Regions from separate parts of the Arachis hypogaea genome. Here region 2 is linked to region 1. A link is a contact called in public Hi-C data. All regions are on one chromosome and are shown on one strand. The core of a region is the stretch at or near the end of the contact, and the rest is flanking DNA. Distances in the headings are between cores, read along the strand shown. Region 1 has its middle 13 kb from the start of LOC112753119. Region 2 holds the start of LOC112750681 (UDP-glycosyltransferase 74B1).

What was found. A called contact is a pair of places that touch in the nucleus more often than the background predicts.
Region 2: a contact with region 1 is called in a Hi-C map of leaf, with 2.6 times the contacts expected there. The contact joins the promoter of LOC112750681 here to the enhancer-like site in region 1. A contact is called at or near these places in 2 of 8 Hi-C or Micro-C datasets (both in leaf).

The regions. Positions count from the first base shown.
Region 1 is chr15:129,874,995-129,882,560 of arahy.Tifrunner.gnm2.J5K5, reverse strand. No RefSeq gene overlaps it. Among protein-coding and RNA genes, the nearest start is that of LOC112753119, 13 kb to the right of the region's middle. Within about 2 kb of position 3,985, at least 3 of the 3 cell types and tissues checked have open chromatin away from gene starts, as enhancers often do.
Region 2 is chr15:129,937,671-129,945,236 of arahy.Tifrunner.gnm2.J5K5, reverse strand. LOC112750681 (UDP-glycosyltransferase 74B1) reads right to left here and starts at 3,819. Exons shown (of 2, transcript XM_025799493.3): 1 at 2,923-3,819; 2 at 867-1,728. The coding sequence starts at 3,561. The coding sequence ends at 1,000. LOC112750682 reads left to right here. Exons shown (of 9, transcript XR_011872243.1): 8 at 30-123; 9 at 189-621.

The sequences.
Region 1 (7,566 bases), core at 2,736-5,235:
AAATCGTACTTACCCCAATCAGTTTCCTACAACAAGTTTATGCAACATTATATCAGATTTTATAATATATTATCATTTATCTATTTATATACATATTTAACCAAATTTGACACATCATACATGATAATGACAAATTATCTTGTTTATGCCAACCCTTTTCATAATTGTAAATATCATACTTCTAAGTCAAGTCACATTCGAGTGGACTACAGCATAGATCTCGAATAGCAAAGCAAAGCCAAAAAAGAAAATCCATGATCTCTTTTTCATATAATAATAATAATAATAATAATAATAATAATAATAATAATAACAACTTAATTGATTGCCCTAAATTAAAATCTACCATTAAGGATAAATAAAAAAACAGTAATAATTTATAATTTAGTTAGTAACTGCATATTCCCCTAATCAACTATTAAAATTAATCACGAACAAAGCTATATCTAATTCCAAGGTTCACCATCACTCTTGAGTTTCGTATTCCACATTATTCATGCATTCACCATCATAAATTCATTACAACCACCGAAATTTTATACATCAATGATACTTTAAATTAGCACAGTGGAGCAGTTTCAATATCAAGTGAGTGAATAAAAAATTATATATCATTTTTGTCTACTTACATCAGTTTAACGGGTAGAGCTACCTTGTGTACCGAAAGTATTTTCATTGTGCTTTGAACAAAAAATTTTATTATGACCAGGTTTCTTGCAATTGTTGCAATGCTGGGGTTTTTTCCGACCACTATGCCCTTTAGGATTGGTACCACCTCTCAATCCAGGTTTCGAAGGCGTGTTCCCTCCATCTAGTGCTTTGTATGAGCTATAAAGATCAAGCATAAGATCTCTTGCTTCATGGAACCTATCTGTAGTAGCACATGTAACCTCTGACATCATCCTAGCACACTCATTGAGGATAGAAAGTTGACTGCTGGCTTGTAATTCGCTAGTAAAACTACTTGAATCAGACATAGATTTTTTTGCTTTCTTAGTCCATCTATGCAACACTAGACATTTAGGGATTTTCCACACATCTTTACGGACCAATACAGAGATAATGTGTTCATAGAAAATGCCGAATGATTCCATACGCATGCATGAACAAGTGATTGCGTTACCATTATCTACCCACTCAACCTCCCACACATTGGTTGGTTTGGCATACCTACAAACATAATAAATTACACTGTTGTCTCTTGTTTAGTAGTCCACGACTCTCATTGCACCCAACCGAACAAGAATAGACCTAAATAAAAAGAATACATCCCTTGTGTAAGTATCAGCAGCACATATCTCAAGGGGTTCAATACAAGTTTGCATAATTGGAACTCCACGAGCAGATTCACATTCAGCGTAAAATTTCCTAAACCGCATATGGCCCAACATTCGTTGGAAGTGCTCAATAAACTCGAATAAGTCATAATGAGGCTTAGTATACTTCCCAATGATGTAGTCCTAAATCCAGCAAAGAACTTTCCTCGGATGTAACATGTTGCCCATGATCGACGTTTCTCATAAATTTCATTTAGCCATTCCTTTTCCTCAATCCCAAATTCCTCTACCAATGTTTGCCACTTTTTACGGAACACTGGAATCTCGTAATCTCCTAACATACAATCCTTAAACTTAGATGTAAAATGAAGACTACACATATTTGTCATTGCATTACGCAGGAGATGCCAAGCACACAATCTGTGGTGAGTACCAGGGAATACTTCCTCAATCGCATTCTTCATTGTCCTTGCCCCATCAGTTATCAGAGAGGATGGGGCTCTACCATCTAAGTATGACTCATCACCAAAATACTTCTCATCATAAAAAATATTATCCTCATGCTCATACTCACATTCATCCATGATCTCTTCCTCTCTCATGAATCACATTTGCAAGGAAATAATTTGAACATAAATAATACGGTAATAAAAATTAAGATATGAGTACTAAGTACTACAAGACAAAATGCTTTCGGATAAAGCTCCAAAAATTAGACTTACAAATGAAGAAATCAAACGACACCAAAATATGTATGTTATTTATTTTTTGCCTAGTAAATTAAATACTACACAGTGATAATTAGGCATAAATTATTAACAAATCTTAATAATAAGTTCATATCAGTCTACATAACATTATTTTTACAGACAAAAATTATTTATCAAATGGCTAAAATTCACTATAGAAAAATTCATATGTCTCAAACTCAAAGAAAAGCAATCAAACGAAAAAAAGGAGTACAAAATTTTCATTACAAAAAATGCAGAGTTTAAACAATTTTGAGTCTATTCGATTAACAAACTTACAAATTTAGCGATCATGAATAAATATCATATCATCACAATAGCTTACAACAACAATCAGTTATGTGCCAGTTAAAAATCATTTTAAGTTTTAATTTTTATTTACATACTAGGAGAACAAAATTCAACATAACAAATATGACCATATAATAACCACAAATCAATAGCAATATCACATTTAAAGTAGCATCAATTTGCAAGCAAGACAAAATTTTAACATGCATTACTATCAAAATACTATGAACTAGTATCAACTAAGACAAATTGCCAAATCGCAAAATAAGATAAGTATAAAACGAGTAAATGGGTATTAAAATGCAAAAAATTTGATTTAACAATATTTAAAAATAAAAAAGCTGATAGACCATTGAAAAATTATTGCAAAACGGCAGATATGGAACCTAATTTTGAACCTATGATGGCAAAAATACGATCAACGGTGTCTTGTCAAAGCTCTGGACGACCATGAAAGCATCACGACTGAAGAAGAAAGCGTGCCAGGTATTGTAGTGACACAGCAGTGGTCAGGGACTGGCGGTGTCCTAGAAGAGTTGCGTGCAGTGACAAGCGGCAGCTTGGAACTCCCCTGACAGGGCGGCAGGAATTTTGAACCGTGAGGTTATTGGGGAGGGAGCCCTGCTTCAACATACTGGTTGAAGAAGAAGTGAAGAAGAAGTATATTCATGGTTCAAATTTCTTGTTGTATCTTGGTCGGGTGGGTTAGATTTTTTTCTTGGGCTTTACCCATGTCAAAAAAGAAAAATTGGTTAAGCTTAAAATAATTATTAATTATAATATTAATAATGTAAAGGAGTTTTAAAACTCCAAACAATACAGGAGTCTTGTAACATCCACCAAAAAATAGGTACAAGATATACGACTGCTTTTGGTCCTAACAACACGATAAAATAAGACATAAAGAATAAAATACAAAAAATAAAAATATATAAAAATTAGTATTTTTATATTTTATATTTTATTTGATAATAAACTAAAATAAATTATAAAATTTTAATTTTTTTATTTTTTATTTAAAAATTAAAAAATATAATAATAAAAAATATAATAATAAAAATATAATTATAAAAAATTCATAAAAATAATAAAAAAATAAAAAATAAGTTGTGTTCCTTGTTAGTATTTTTTGTCAGTGTCTCTATGTTCTTTCTGTTAGAATGAACATGAAATACATTAATTCAGTATCTCTGAACACAATACCTCTATTCATATTTCATCTGCCAAAGATAATTTTGTGTCTTTAAATAAACACAACCTATAGGAACAATGTGAAAAGTGGATAGATTGATTTTCATTCACTCTCAACTCAAGTATGCAAAGATTTGTGTTGAGGTCGATCTTGCCAAAAGGTTGGTTTTAAGGATTTTTGTTCTTGGGAAGAATCAATATTGAGTAAGAATGGTTACGAATTATGAGACAAACTTATCTATTTCAATCGCAGCATGTATAGCCATCACATATAGAATAATGCAGCGAAGGCAAAGCGCCGAAAAACTAAGATCCGATGTTGTTGGAAAAGCCAATAAACGCTTCTCAGGGAGCCATTATTATTGGCTGGCCAAAACCAATTATGGAGACACTGGTATGGATTTGGATCCTTTAGGGGATAGAACATATCAGAGCTACACCAATATGGGTTTAGAGAAGTGACCCTTACAATGCTGAAAAGAAAAATTAATTCCAAAACAAAAAGGAATACATTATTATCGATGAGTAAGGAGATGGCTAAAATAGAGCATGGATCAAGATTTTCTTTTTTTTTGTTTTATTATTGATGAGGATTTTCTATTATGGATAAAACTATAGAGGATGATATTTCAACCGGTCAACCCAATGCAACAAATCCTATCGAAATTGAGCCCACAAATACTAGGCAAGCCCATCAAAGAGTTTTGAGTCAAAACTTTTTCAACAATCAACAAGTTTTGCAAAACAAAAAAAGGGCTAAACCTAGTCTAAGTAATTACCAGTAACCAACAAGAGGGGTTACCTAAGAATTTTTAACCTTAACACTACAAAAATTTTTGAAATCCCTTAAAGACTAAATAACATTATTATAATAAAAACCAACATTTTATTGTATCTTCTTAACCTTCACCTCACTCACACCATCACCCAGATAATTGGGTGGGTACTCAAAGCCAAATCCAAGACACCCCAATGATTAAAACAATGGTAATGAAAATAGTCCAAGCAGATAAGAAGATGGATGAACCACCTGACTCAAAGCCGCCTAACCTATATTTGGATATGAGATTAACCACCGATCCTAAGTACGACGAGATCATCAATGACATTTGCGTACTGGGAACTTCATGGATACGTGATCATCATGGAAACCCAAACCAACTCAAGAGAGGTGACCTCATTCCAGTAGTTAGAGGATGGTATGAATTTGTGAGGATGTCAATTTGGCTTACCTCCAATGGATCCGAAGTAACCATAGAGAGAGCCATTTTGGTTTATGCTATTATGATAGGAGAGGTGGTAGAAGTTGAAGAAATCATACCTCCAAACATTCAAAGAATAGTAGAGAGTGTGACAAAAGACACAATGCTTGGATATTCAAGCCTCATTCATCGTCTCTGCCAATAAGCAGGGGTTGTTTTTGAAGATGATGATGACACCAAAGTGCAAGTAGCCAAACCAATCACTCTAGAAAAAATAGAAAAAGTAATGTTGAGCCAAGTCTAGAGAAGACTACCAAGGAGGGTAATTACACAAGTTCCACAAGGACCACAAGCTTCACCTCCTCAGCAAGAAGGAACAAGTCACGACCATGTACTACCATAACAAGTTCAAGATGGGAATCAATTCAATTGGAGCCAGATTCAAAGAGCTTTGCAAGGCATTTCCGAACAACAATTGAAATTCCAAGAGCAACAACTCCAATACTGAAGACAGCAAGAACAAATTCAACAGTTGCTTGAGTTACAAAATCAACAACACAAAGAGTTTAGAGAGTTTAGATATTTAGAGGAATGCAGACATGGAAATCGAGTGGAAGGTGAGTTGAATGTTCAAGCAAAGCTGGGCTACTTATGTGTAAGGCTTCAAGAAGTGCATCCAACTTTACTACCATACCCAAGAATAGCAAAAAAACTTGTACATAAAATGAGAGAGGTTCAACTCATCCATGAAGAGAGAGTGCGGAAAAGTATGAAGGGGCAAGGGTTCTGGGAATCAAGGACCCATGTAGATGCACTAAACATGTGTGAATCAAGAGACAATGAAGTCAACAATGAAGAAAATAGTGACAATCGAAGCAAGGTGGTTAAGTTCTTGTTATTTTGAAATTTCTTCTTTGTTTTCAACTTCATGCATGAGCGTTTTCTATTTCTAGTCTATGCATGTATTTTATATTTTTGTGTATGAATGTGTGTGGTTTTTCCTTTCTAGTAAGAGCATATTAGGAAGTCTTATTGTGAGTTGCATTCATCATAACCACTGTATTGAAACTTGCTAGTTAATGCAAGTAGGAATCATGAACATAAATGAAAGCAAACGGGGGTTGAAGAAAGAAGAAGCTAGCATGAGCACATGAGTATTGGAAGGCTAAAATAACTGTTTTGCTCAACACATTTGAACATGATTGTTTGAGGTCTAGATAAATATTATGAAATTTTTACAAATTATTTAGAACCTTGAAGAAGCAAAAGTCACTAATCAATGATTAAGTAAAAAAGGGAAAAGAAAGAAAAGCTGAAGGCTCTGAGTACCAATGACTAACCATGAGTCAAGTGCTTGTGATGTTTATGTATCAAGTAAAAACTTGAAAATAAAACACTTAGAGTCAAGAATAGGCTCAAAAATGCAAAATACTCCCTCAAATTCAAGGCTTTGAGTATCAATGACTAGAAAGAAAAGAAAGAACAAGTATATGGCTCAAAGATTCCTGTAGTCACATGCTTGTAGTGCTTATGTATCAAGTGGTAAAACATGAGAACAAAGTACTTAGAGTCAAAGAGAAACTCATGGTGCAAAGCACCCAATAAGCTAAGATAAGAAAGAAAAGAGAAAGATAATAAGCTTGCTTCAAGGTGGGAATATTAGAAAGGATTTCATAATGTGATCAAGATAGGAACCTTAAACTTAGAATTCTTTTGTAGTGATGCATGCTTAAGTGAAACAGCTAACCAAGAACATTAGAATTGCTAATCTTCACCTTGAATTGTCAATATTGAATATTTAAGATTGATGTACATGATTCTTAATTTGCTTGAGGACAAACAAAGCTTCAAGTTTGGTGTTGTGATGTATGTGCATCATGAGTTATTTTTCTTGATTAGTTCATATAGAAAGTCAATGAACTATGCTCCATTACGGAGTGTTTTAGTGCTTAATTTGAATACTACTTTGATTACTTTGAGTTTATGAATTCTTGTAGGAAATGATAGAAAAAGAAGAAACAAAAGTATCAATAGAGGAATCACTCAAGCAACACTTCTAGAGAAACATTCTAAAGGAGGATTAAGAATGGAGTTTTGCCAAAGATAAACAAGTCAAATAATGCAAGCAATAGGGACCTCATTTCAAGTCATAAGTGGCGTATCCAACGCCACATGATTGGTGCTTTGCACACCAAGGATGCTGGCTTCAAGGACCTCAAATTGATGCACCTCAATGGCGTCTCCAACGTCCTCATAAGTGGCATCTCCAATGCCACATGATGCAACCTCCAGGACCTATAATTGGTGCATCTAAATGGCGTCTTGATGAATCTATATTTGACGATAAATTTTGGATTGAATTGAGTGGATTTCATCATATAAACCCACATTTATTCATTTAAATAGCATACTTTTGTATTTTCTCCCTAAATTATGTCTAATTATGAAAACATGCTTTTTGGCACTTAATTTAATCAATTTTATTCCACTTTCATTCCATTCGATGCCTTGATATTTTTTATGAGTGATTTTAGGTATAATAAGTAGGAATGACTTGATAAGAGTGGAAGAGAAGCATGCAATTGGGAGAAAACATGAAGAAACAAAGGGAAGAGTTTTTCATAGTGTGCGTATGCACAACCTTCTGTGCGTATGCACAAGTATCAGCGCGTGGCTTCATTAAAAAGTCACGTAACTTGCGATTTTGAGGGCTTTCTGGCCCATTTCTGATTGGTTTGAAGCATTTATGGAAGGGCTAGCAAAGGGAGGAGATACCATACAACATTAGGAATTTTTTAAGATAGTTTTAGGTAGTTTTAGCTTAGGTTTTCTCTCAATTTTCTTAGGGTTCAATTA
Region 2 (7,566 bases), core at 2,570-5,069, 63 kb before region 1:
CATATTTCCTTTTTTGGTCTTCCGTACAGGGCGAAGTATGCAAAGATAGCAGTGCTTGCAAGATGTAAATTTCCACAAGGCTGCATTTGGATGCTGTTTCTGAAACAGAAATAGAGAGACATGGTAAATTTATATATTTTATGTAACTTCTTATAAAATCTTTTCCTTATTTCTGTATTTCTGATCAGATACAGAATCCAAATGCAACCTAATAGTTGACCATGGTAAACACTTGAAGAGGCTCGCCATATATATATGATCTTATATATATCATGTAGATCAGCATAACAGCATCACAAGTATACATCTTCATCAGCATACATTTGATACTCGTGTATAGTGACTATAGTCTACAGTTTCAGCAGATTCTTCAGCATTGTCTCACACAAACGTTTTATGATATCAGCAGTAGCTGAATTAACGGTATACGTAGATTGTTACACATGACATTAAAAAAGTTTATTTGCATATATACAACTAAGATTGAAAGCTTATGCTTAGTGCATCCATGTACCACGTGAGGGTGATAAGTATGTATAGTAGTAATAGTATACAGGTTTAAGTATCCTGTGAATCTCTATGATTTTACTTAATTTTCAGTTAACTTCTGGTTTGTTGGTCCCTCTATCGTATACAAATTGTCAATTAGGTCCTTGTACTTTAACCGTTTTAGATAAGTCCTTGTATTGTACAACTTTTTCTAATCAGGTTCTTGTGGTTTAATAACATTTTGGGATCAAATCTTTATATAATAATATACAATATATATTTTTTTAAAGAAAAACAGGGGCTTAATATCCCATGTTGAGTTTGATTAAAAAAATTAGAATGGATTTGAATAAAAAGTATTTGTACAATGCAAGAACTTAATTAGTAACGTTTAAATTATAGGAATTTGATTAATAAATTTTGTATATAAGGGATTTGATTATAAAACTATAAGGATTCAATTGAAAATTTAATGAACCTATAGTACCTAGAGAGTAATCAAACCTTACATTAATTATTTTCCCCTTTAGGTAACATTAAGATCTTTACAAACTCATTGATATTTTTGTCTGAAGTCCCACCTACACTAGCTGCTCTTGAAGCACTTTGACTCCACTTAGAAGCATTTCTTTTTAAATCTTCACTTTTTTCAGCGTCCATAACTTCTCCTATACACTTCTCCAATTCTTTGCCTGATAAAACATCATCTGAATCCTTCTCAGCTCTTGTTCCCACTCCCCACACCACTTCAACAAGCTTAGCATTTGTAGGTTGATCACTCCATTGAGCCACCGTGACCATCGGCACCCCTATACTCAGTGCCTCCAATACTGAGTTCCATCCACAATGCGTTACAAAGCAGCCGACGGCCGGGTGAGACAGCACCTCCAATTGGTTGCACCACGTCACCACCAACCCTGCATCACCGAGTCCACTCATAAATCCCTTTGGTAATATCTCCCAAGATTCTTTCACCACCCATATGAAATTCTTCTTGCTGGCCTTTAAGCCGTTTGCGATTTCTTCGGCTTGTTTAGCTGTTGTTGTTGCCATGCTTCCGAATGATACATAAACTACAGACCTTGGCGGCTTTGTACCTAACCATGTCATGTAGCTTTTATTTCTAGTTGGATTCCACAGTGTGGCTCCATAAGCTGTGTCTTCTGAATTTCGTTGGTGTAGATATGCTGATGGAACCATTGGTCCTACTGGTATAACTGGCCATGTACCATCTAAAGCCTTCAGTAAGACAAAAGACATGAGATTATTGTGCAGTCATGAATTGAAAAGGTCTCTTATCGAATTTTTATTTTGCAGTTTTTACCTTAATATATCTTAACATAACTATTTCCCATTAGGTAAGGTTGACTACATAAATCAAAGATGTCATTGCGTTGTGTCCATCCATTTGGACACGACGAAGTTTTACCTTGGTTGTCGCAAGCTTAACATAACCCTACATGGATCCAAAGACGACAATGGATAAGACATGGTTTTTATGTTCTCATTTGTTATAAAAACAAGAGTTATATCTGAAGTTGTTAACTACCTCACTATAGGGTGGTTTCTTTTATGATAGTCAAGATGAGATGCAACTTATGTTTATCAATTGTAAATATTAATTCAATACAACTTGTTCTCTGATAAACTTGTATTGCGCTTGTACTCTGCATTAACTTTTCAGAGAAGCGAAGAATTTCAGATATAAATTTATTCCCATAATGTTCATACTTATTCTAAATTTTCATGGAGTTCTAACTAAATTATATGCCCATTATCTGATAAAATGATACAGAAAGGAACACAAAACAACAAAAATTGTTAAAGAAAAAATCGTTGAATTTCATTCATACGTCTAAAATTTCATGTAGTTTATTAACTATCACCCATTTGGCCTTTATGTTTAAGCTCTACTAACCAAACCTTTTATATTTTTCACATCTCACAATCATATAATGATGCCAGGAATAAAAAAATAACATCTTATAAATGATATTCTTTATTGTAATTATCATTATGGTAATACAACATTCGCAACACTTAAAAAAATTTTTTTCTAAAATTAAGATCACATTTTTTAAATATTTTTGCAATACCTTTTACTTTTATTTTTCACATTAAAAAGTGTTTTTAGATATTAAAAAAGTATCACTATTAAAATTTATTACAACAATAATAAATATATATTTTGTATTATTATTTAAATCAACTAAATAATAATTATTTATTTATATATAATTATAATAATTATTGATAAATATTTTGATAAAATAAACTAAAATGTGCGTTATTTTAATCTTAAAAAATGATTTTGATATTTTACATGAATAGTGTCATTGTAAAAAACTATGATCCTTATACACCTAAATTGGTTAGTAATGAATTGGATTTATAAAAGTAAAACAAGGTGGACGAAAAACAAAAAACACTTGCCTCACTTTCGAGTTCCTGAAAAGTGTTGCAGAATACCCAGTCATTGTTCTTCAAAGTCTCAAATATTCCCATGATAGCATCCAGATAAGCTTTGTGATCATCAGGTCTTGCAACAAAGCTAGGCAAATCAGAAACCCCAAGAGGAGGAAGCCCAGGAATTGAAATCGGAAACACCCATTTCTCCAAAGGAAAAACCAAGTTTCCCAATTTCATTTCCCAATAAATAGAACACACAGAAGCAGAATTCGTCAAGAACACAGCACCATAGATACCAAACTGTTTTGCCACATCAAGTGCCCAAGTAAGCATAGAGTCATATACAATACAGTTCACGGCACATGACGAGTGTCTCAACTTAATTATAAGCTCTGATAATGTTTTGGAACCAGCTGATCTAAAGGACTCAATGTAGGATTCAACGCTTGGAGCATGGGTGAAGCCACCCTCATCATAGCCATCTGAGATGGGTTCAATAGCAACGGTTGGTTCATGTATGTTGTTGATTGTGTATGGGGTTGTGGCTAATGTGGCCTTGAGGCCTTTGGTGACTAAAACTTTTGCGAATTGAAGGAGCGGGTTGATGTGCCCTTGGGCTGGATACGGAAGAACTATCACATGGCCTTTGGGTTTGTTCTTCATCTTCCCATTTTAGGATAGGTATTGATTTTATTACTTTCTTTATTTTATAGGCCATGCTTGTCGCGGTAAGATTATCATTATGTAAGCAATGACGCTATTTCAAGTTTTCAACAACTCAAATGGACCTTTTATAGGCTCCGTTTGTTTTAAGAATATGATAGGATAAGACACTGAGAATAAGATAGGATAAAATATTGATGGACAAAATTTTGTATTTTTGTATTTTATTTGGTTATAAATTAGAATAAATTATGAAAATTTAATTTATTCTCATTTTTTTTCATTTAAAAAATTTGAGATGAAAAATATAACGATAAAAAATATAATTATAAAAATTAACAAGAATAACGAAAAAAAATAAAAAATAAGTTGTGTCTCTTGTTAGTGTCTCTGTGTCATTCATTGTCTCTGGATACATTATTTCTGTCCATATTTCCTCTGCCAAACACGATTTTGTGTCTCAGTGTCCCTGTCTCAATGTCCTATATCTGTAAACAAACAAATGAACAAAAAAAGGACCTTTTTTGAAATAAAATTATTATTTTCACATATATGTTTTTTATAATTCATTATTTATCTTATGGGAAATACTAGTTGTACAATACTAATCAGCCTTTAATCAGATTTAAATAATATTTAATTATTTTTTTAGTGTAACATGTTCCTATTTTTTAGATACATATTTATAATTAGATTTTAATTTAAATTTAAATTTTAAAACCCACCCACTTCCTTGGTGGTTACGGTGACTTTGCTTTACTTTCGTAACTTCACATAACTGATGCAGTTTTTTAAATTCTTTATTCTACGAGACATTCACACGCATTAGTGAATCCCAAACCAAAAAGGATGCTGCCAGCTGAATCCTCCATCTCGTCTTCATTGGTGAAGACCATCACCACCTTCCAGCTGAAGCACTCTCTCATTTTGCATTGGTGAAAGGTATCATTATTTTCCACACATGTGTTTATGTAATTTGTTAAGAAATATCATGTTCAACATTTTTAATTATATTTTAATTTAAATATAAAAATACTCTACTGATTTAATTGGAACAAGGTTGATCTTATTTAATTTTATTAATAAAGTTGTTGCAAATAAAGTACTTTCTACGTAAGTAGTTTGAACAAAGAAGAAAAAAAAAATCTGAAATTTAAGAGAGAAGATGTAGTTGATATGGTTATAAAAATTCTGTTGTTATTTATCAATTATAACACATGATAGTATGATATTTTATTCAAAATATTTTTAAAACACATCTAAAATTAGGCTAACTTTAAATATTTAAATTTAAATGTTAATAATACAATTAATCTTTTAATTTTTTATTCGATCAAATGAATATAATATTTATTATTTAAATTATCAGTTAATTTTTTTCGATGCTTATTAGTTTTCAAAATTATTATAATCAACAATTAATTTAAAATTGTGTTGTTATTTTTCGATTATAACACATCTGATAGTATGATATTTTATACAAAATATTTTTAAAACATATCTAAAATCAGTCAACTTTAATAATACAATATAAATGTTAATAATACAATTATGAATGGTCGAATATAATTATATACATAAACTAAAATATTTTCAATTGTAGTTTCTTTTTCAATTGTAACATATCTAAAATATTAAGTTATACAAAAAATATTTTTAAAACACATCCAAAATCATAAATCTAAAATTTAAATTTAAACATTAAAAAACAAATGTAACACATCTAAAATTATGAAGTTATACAGAAAATATAAAATCATAAATCTAAATTCTAAATTTAAACATTAAAAAATAATTGTAACACATCTAAAATTATGAAGTTATATAGAAAATATTTTTGAAACACATCCAAAATCATAAATCTAAAATCTAAATTTAAACATTAAAAAATAATTGTAACACATCTAAAATTATGAAGTTATACAGAAAATATTTTTAAAACACATCCAAAATCATAAATCTAAAATTTAAATTTAAACATTAAAAAGACAGCGTTGTAAATGAGCGTCGAAAAGGAGGAAGGCAGCGTTGAGGATGAGCGCGGAAGAGAAAGGTGGCACCGATGAACGACAGCGGAGGATGACTTCTCGATGTGCATCTCTGAGTTTTCCATGTGCGCTTGGATTTTCGACATAGCACAAATGTGACTTCTCTACTTCTTTGAGTGTTTTGTACGAGTTTAATTAATAATTTGATAGTTTAAGGTTTATTTTATAATTTTAAAATCAAAATTTTGAATTTTGAATAATTTGATTTTTAGATATGTATTTAAATTATAATATATTAATAATTAAATATATTAAATCTGAAACAGAAATTTAAAATTTAAATTTTAAATTTCAGTTTTTTTAGATTGTATTTTGAATGTGTATTTAATTTTAAAAAGACAGTAAATCTATTCATAATTTTTAGTTGTGTTTGTTTTAATTTTTTTTAATTATTGTAATAAAAGGTTGAATATTGTACTATTTTTAAAGGATACCTAGTTGAACCGTTATCTTATTTACAGTAAGAATGAGATAATTAAGGGTTGTGTTTAGGGATTTACCCACCTGAGTGTGTTTAGAAAAAAAAATTAATAAGTATATATATATTTTACTATTAAATCAAACCCAACTCAATATTATACAATTCACCTAAATCTGAAAACGTTACATAGATCTACTAAATGTACGTTTCTATATAAATCGAATGAGTTTTATTCGATTTGCCAATTTTTATAGTAAATCGAAGCTGTCCAATTCGAATTATCAAGAAAAATGCAAATCGAAGCTGCTTGAGTCAATTTATGCATCCATATAATGTCTCATAGTAAATCAAATCATGTTGATTCGATTTATGCATGCATGTAACGTTCGTAGTAATTCGAAACAAGCTGTTTTGATTTACTCCTAGTTTTGTCCTTATATAATTCGAATGGAATTGATTCGAATTACTATGCATTCATAAATCGAACTAAGCAAATTCGATTTAGTGTGAGGCCAACCTATATAAATATGATATGAACGTGAATTTCTTATAAGAGTGAAACACAATGGCTAGTGAAGATAGTTTTTTAGTATTGGTGCACTATACAGAGTCGATTAAGAAAAAAACATGTTCTAGAATTAAGTTTACTGATAAAGATCCCCTTAGTATTCTCCTAAAACCTTCAACAAGCTTTGCTGAGTTCCTGAATTCTATAATCCAAAAACTGGGGTTGTAAGGCATGAAACGGGTTCAGAAGTTATTCTATAGAATTCCAATTTTAATTTTGCGGGATGATGTGAAATACGATTCGTTTGTCATAGGGAGTGACGATGATTTGCAAGTTTTGTTTTCATTGTCGTCGGTAGTTTTCTGAGGTCAGGACCCCTGAGCTGTTGGCCAAGCTTGTAGATGTGGTCTCTAGCTCAGGAGGTTTGAACCAAAATTATCAACCTCCAGCAACAGCAACCTGCTCTAGTTCGAGGCCTGTTTGTGCCTTTTCATCCGTGGTTGCCTTCCCGTCCTTCGCAGCTGATCTAAACTGCAATGGTGACTGAGAAGTAGGTATTACTGATACGGTACCGGTTTCATTACAAGGTGGAGCACGGGATGGTATAGACGATGTACTGTGGGATGATGATGACGATGATGATGTGGAGTCGAACATAATTTCCGATGATAGTGGTGATGACGTAATTGACATAATGTCCATCGATTAGCAGCCCTAACTGTTACGTCATGTCCTGCAGTGTAATCTTACACTCACCGAACAGCGCATGAAACGTGTGCGTTTCCGGACGCCACCACGAATGCACTCACCAACGGCTTATCCAACCTAAACCAAGTCTTGTTCAGCGTCGCAAGATGGTATAAACCAGCCATTTGGAAACCACATTGGACGCCACACTTTTTCCTCCAAGAATGACTCAATTTGGTCTCTGTTTTGCTTTGCCGTGCCACGCCATTTGAAGGACGTGGGATGCCTGCAACTATCTTCCAAATTTGGCCCAAAATATGCTTTTGTATTGCTTCAGTGTA